Linked DNA regions of Mus musculus: region 2 is linked to region 1. The links are chromatin contacts, called in public HiChIP or PLAC-seq maps. All regions are on one chromosome and are shown on one strand. The core of a region is the stretch at or near the end of the contact, and the rest is flanking DNA. Distances in the headings are between cores, read along the strand shown.

Evidence for each region. HiChIP or PLAC-seq counts read pairs in DNA pulled down with a chosen protein or histone mark.
Region 2: an H3K4me3 HiChIP or PLAC-seq map of the SCID.adh cell line shows a contact between it and region 1, with 15 read pairs. The contact joins the promoter of 1700092K14Rik here to the enhancer-like site in region 1. A contact is called at or near these places in 2 of 39 promoter capture datasets (epiblast stem cells and pre-B cells), 2 of 484 Hi-C or Micro-C datasets (nephron progenitors and stem cell-derived cardiac mesoderm) and 2 of 115 datasets of contacts at active chromatin or transcription factors (the SCID.adh cell line and embryonic stem cells).

What each region holds. Positions count from the first base shown.
Region 1 is chr11:114,111,487-114,114,287 of GRCm38.p6, reverse strand. No RefSeq gene overlaps it. Among named protein-coding and RNA genes, the nearest start is that of 1700025D23Rik, 21 kb to the right of the region's middle. Within about 2 kb of position 1,452, at least 5 of the 459 cell types and tissues checked have an H3K27ac peak or open chromatin away from gene starts, as enhancers often do. A contact at or near this core is called in the SCID.adh cell line, where this site is marked.
Region 2 is chr11:114,196,919-114,199,618 of GRCm38.p6, reverse strand. 1700092K14Rik (RIKEN cDNA 1700092K14 gene) reads right to left here and starts at 1,361. Exons shown (of 3, transcript NR_045930.1): 1 at 1,296-1,361; 2 at 742-893; 3 at 420-596.

The sequences.
Region 1 (2,801 bases), core at 203-2,702:
GATCCAGTCCCTGTGTGCTCTCTGGTTGGTGGTTTAGTCTCTGTGAGCTCCCATGGACCCAAGTTAGTTGACTTTGTAGGTCTTGTGGTGTTCTTGACCCCTCTGACGCACTCAATCCTCTCCCCCAGACTCCCTAAGCTGCACTTGATGTTTGGTTCTGGGTCTCTGAATATGTCTTTTATCTGCTTCTGGGTGGAACCTCTCAGGAGACAGTTGTGTTAGGCTCCTGCCTGCAAGCATAGCAGAGTATCATTAATAATGTCAGGGGTAGGCTTTCTCCCATCGGATGGGTCTCAAGTTGGGCCAGTCATAGGTTGGCTGTTCCCTCAATCTCTGCTCCATCTTTATCCCTGTACATCTTGCAAGCAGGACAAATTTTGGGAGTGAAGGTTTTGTGGGTGGTCCCACTTCAGTCTCAATATCCCCTTCTGCTATAAGTCTCAGCTAGGGTCACCCAGAAAGACACATGTGGCATGTACTCACTTATTTGTGGACATTAGCAATATAGTTCAGGACAACTATGCTAGAATCCACAGACCCAAAGAAACTAATAAGGAGGTCCCAAGGGAGCATACATGAATCTCACTCAAAAGAGGAAATAAAATAGACATTGGAGGTGAACGGAGGGAGGGAACTGGGTGAGAGATGGGGTGGGAAGGGGAATGGGGGAGAAAACAGAAATGAGTAGGGGCATTTCTGAGACTGGAAGGGGGAGGCTCCCAAGAATCTACGGGGATTAGTGCTTTTAAATTAAGTGCTACTCAATGGAAAATCCTTTGATAAGTCTCCTCCTTCTGGGACAGCCTCACCCCAAAGGTCCTTAGGGAGTCACTCCCTTATCTCCTTCAGATCTTTTCCCACCCACCTACTCCCTGTGCTCCGGGGTGTTCCTCGCCCTACCTTCACGACAACATGCCAGAATCTTTCCAATTTTCCTCACTAGCTCGTATTTCCAGCTACCGTAATATGTGTTTTCATTTGTCTGTGGTATCTCACTCTGCTAGGAGGCAAACTCCACAGAGCAAAGATTCATGTCCATTCCTTCAGTGTTGTAACTAATGGCCGCCACGGGGCGTAAGGGACACAGCAGGCGCCTAATCTGCGGCTGTTAATCTAGCGGAATGAAGGGACTGAAGGGCGGTAACGCAGTTGTGCTGTGTCATTTCCTATAAGGTGGCTTTGCAGAAGCCTCCTCTCTCACGGCTGACAGCATGCCTGTGACCAGAGTGGGCCTCTCTGTGGCTAGAGAGCTTGGGAAAACTGATCAGGATCTCATGGCTTCTTTACCCACGACACACAAAAAAAAACTAGCCAAGCCTACAAAGGAGCTGAAGGCTGCCTTCTACTTGCGACTGGCCACACCTGGCCATCTGCCTCAGTTTGACTGATCAGCCTCAGATCAGACAGAGATATCTGCAGGCCCTGGGAACCACACATGGCGTCTAGTGGCTGTGGATCCTGAACAGAGACCACTGAGGCCCCAGGAGAAGGCTGGGAACATCCACCCTAGTACTGGTCCTCCAGCTCTTGGCCTCAGCAGGTGGATTTGGCACTGCCCAGAGTAGCTAGTGTTCTGGAACCATATAAGGGTTCTAACCAGGGCCTTCTGCCATGAAAGAGCATCCCAGCACATCCAATGTGCCTTGCTACATTGTTAGGCTATATTGCAAGTTGCTGTCCTCTACTTACAGAGGACAAAAAAAAAAGTGCTCCCAGAGATGATAACCAGCATACCAAGGTCACCTAGTAAGATCTAAAGTGTCCTCCTCAGCTGCAAAGAGAAAGCGAGGCTTACTTTCCCTCTGCTTCATGCCCTCCCCCAGGGAATTGTTTCAAAGTCGGGACTTGCCTGACCCTTCCTTCACCCCACCCGCCCCCCTGCTATCTTCCCTGGCTTCAGTATATTCACCAACACCAGAGTCAAGGGTGACCCTTGGCTGCCACATCCCATGAGGACATCTGAGTCTCAGCACACTTTATCTTGCAACAGTTTCTGACACTTGGTGAAGAAGACGCTTCATCAAGAAGGCCCCACCCACTTGGGAGGTGGTCATGGGTTGCAGATTGGACAAGCCAGGGGAACAAGCCAGTAAGCATTCATGGTCTCTGCTTCAGTTCTTACTCCCTGGTTCCACTTGAACTTCTGTCCTGACTTCCCTCAGTGATGGACCATGACATGGACATGAAAGCCAAATTAACCCTTTCCTCCACGTGTTACTTTTGATAACACCTTTTATCTCAGCAATTGAGAGCAAACTAGGGCAGCCAGTATACGTGGGGCTGGAGTCTGGGCTCAGAGCTTCCTGGCATACTAGCTAAGCTCTCTTTCTGGGTCTGCTGCTTCATTGAGAGTTCCACAGTCACAAATCTATTGGCATACCTGTTCTCCACAGAGCCCAGATGCCCAGGGGTACAGGCTTCATGCCTGGCACCCCTCTACCATCTGGAACACAAACACCAGGGCCTGATATGTGGAAAAACTCTCTCCACAAGGCTATGAGGTTCAAGAGCCAGGAGTCATGCACGCACGGTTGGTTCATAAGCTCGTTAGTTTGATTGACACATGGCAGGTGACCTCCACTATCTCTATTCAAGCCTGTGCCCTTGGCTGATTGTAGGTGGCCCCGATATCTCTACTCAAGCAGTGTTCTGGGATTTTAACTCGCACACAGGCCTTCTAGAGATCTTGTTGACATCCACATCTCACTCAGCAGATCTGGGGTGGTCCTGAGGTCCTGCATTCTAGAAAGCTCCACGCTGATAATGGGGACCACGAATGCCATTTGAGGCAGCAGGAACTT
Region 2 (2,700 bases), core at 112-2,611, 85 kb before region 1:
AGAATTTTGAAAAGCTTTACTACACATATTTGTGTGTGTCAGTGTGCATACCAGCATCTGCATGTGGAGGTCAGAGGACAACAGGCAGGAGTCAGTTCTCCTATGTGGCTCCAGGGGATCGAACTCAGGGAGTAAGTCTTGTCTGCAAGCATCTTTACCCACTGAGCCAGCTCTCCAGCCCATCCTCAGGGGATTATGAGAAGGAAGGCAGTTAGCCAGCCCAAGAAATGTGAGAAGAGCTCCTGCAGCTGCCTCACTGAAGCTTGTCTTCATAGGGCTGAGTTACTCTCATATCCCCAGCTCATCAAAAACACCCCAGTGGGGCCCCTGCCATCCTCCCTCCTGCCATCACCCATAAGATCACAGGACGAGATAGGTGGAGGGACCGGCAAAGCAAACCGTCAGGGTCAGGGCGAGCTCCTCAGTAACTTCTTATTTATTGGCCTCCTCCAGTCTCGCGGTTGCTGGTTGTGCTCAATATTTTATTCTTGTTGTACCTGCTCCGAAGCGGAGCTGCGGGCAGTTTTGATAAATGGATTGAAAGGAAGTTTTGTCTGGTTTTGCTGAAGCTTCTGTAAGTGCCTCTGGATCTTGGGCTGAAATGATATTTCCCCAGCTTCCTGCTGTGATCTCGCTCCCGGGCGGCTCTTCTCCTCCCCGCTCTCCCTGGGCACTCTGCCTCCCAACCCCCATGCACGCATGCACATACACGTGCAAGGAGGCACAGATCTGTATACTCACTCAGGACCACTCAAGGTACCAGTGTGGAAGGGAGCAGAGTGTGTGTCCCTATGGACCGGCAAGCCCATACTACAGTCTTGTGCACAGACATGCCCTCGGTGCACACGAAGGCAGACACACATGCTGTCCTCTCTGAGTTCAGCCAGCCCGATCTGCAGGGAAGCCCTTGATGAGCATGGGTAGAGATGAGCAGATCCCAAGAAGGAAGAAGCCTGGAACTCTGATGATCTCTGCTGGAGCCCTGCCCCCAGCTGCTGGATTCCTCCAGCCTTCCTCCTCCGCCTGCCTGCAGGCCTTGGAGGCCCCACTGGGCCAGCTGGAAGCTTTATCCAACCACATCTGAAACAGCTCAGGAGCTGTGCCTGGCCGCCAGCCGTTTCCATAAATAACTTGCTGAGCCTGGCTCCTTGCCCTTCTGGTGATGTCATTGGCGTGGGCCCAGTGATGAAGTCATAGGCTTCCCTTCCCTGAGCCCTCCCTTTGGGTGGAGCGAGACACCCCTTCTTCCCCCTTCACAGAACCATTACTGAGAAATTTCACCTGTCTGTCCTCACCTCTTCCTGTTCCCACCACTCCAGGTATTGGATACAGGCTTTCCACCATCTGGACCAACTAACTGTGATGGTGCCAGACAGCATCTTGTCTCCCCATTGTCAGTTACTGAGCCGCCTCCCAACTTTGCCATCTCCTTGGATATTGTTTCCAGGTAACAACAGACTTTTAAGTTTCAAGGGTGGCAGAGAAAGGTTGGCATCTTGATGATGCTCTACACAAGCTTCTCCAGCTGTGTGACATCAGACAAAATACCTCACCTCTCTGTGCCTCTGTTTTCTCATCTTTAAACTGAAGACAGTAAAGAAAGCTATCCCAGGACTGCCTAAGTCTTCCGTGGGCTCACAGAGCTTGAAGTGTCGATACACTGGACAGGCCCGTCATATGAACCACATTTCCACAAGCGCCTAGTTTTGTATGTTTTCTGCTCTGTGACTGCGGTCTTCTCTGTGGTGTTCATGTCTGGAGCCAGGGAGCCATCTCAGTCTCCTTGACACATTTCTTGCTATGTAGCCAAGGATAACCTGGAACTTCTGACCCTTCCACCTCGAGAATGCTGGAACTGCAGGTGTGAGCAGACGCTGGAAGAACCAGGGGAGGGGGGCACGGTGGGAACTGGTGGGAGCAGCTCTGAGGTGCTCAAGCCCCACCTGCCCTCACCCTCTGGACAGAAGGAAGTGACCTTCCTCCTCAGACAATCTCAAGGAAGTCCGGGATTGTTCTTATTTTCTATAGGAAGAAACTGAGGCAGGCTGGAGAGATGGCTCAGGCAGTGAAGGCTTGCCATGTAAGCAGGAGAACTTTAGTTCAATGCCCAGAACCTACAAAACTACAAAGAACCCAGCTCAGTGTCATGTTCTCTTAATCCCAACACTGGGGAGATGGAGTTAAGTAGAACCCTTCTGGAGGCCCATTGGCCACCCAGCCTAGGCTAACCAGCAAGCCCTGGGCCAAACAGAAGCTGTCTCAAAACCAGGAGCTAGCTTGGCCATTAAAGGCCAAGGTGTCCCTCTGTCCTCTCCCTTCTTCTCTCTTCTCTTACCTCTCCCCCACCTCTCTCTCTCACACACACACACCACACACACACACACACACACACACACACACACGAGAGAGAGAGAGAGAGAGAGAGAGAGAGAGAGGTGGAGGCAGAGAGATCAAACATCTTACTACCAGGACAAACAACAACGGCATCCTAAGACACCCATGGACCTGCCCAGAACCCTTGCCTGATTTCCAGATGTGTGCGCTGGAAGAGTTCACAGGAGACTGTGTCTTTGAACTCGGTGGCAGAGGTGAGCCTTGGCTTCTGTGTCCCATGCGGTGGCCACGGAGCCCCAGGAACTGGGTCAGCGAGATACACACCGGGTTTTGGTGATTTTGTATAGGAAAGGGAATGCAGGAGAG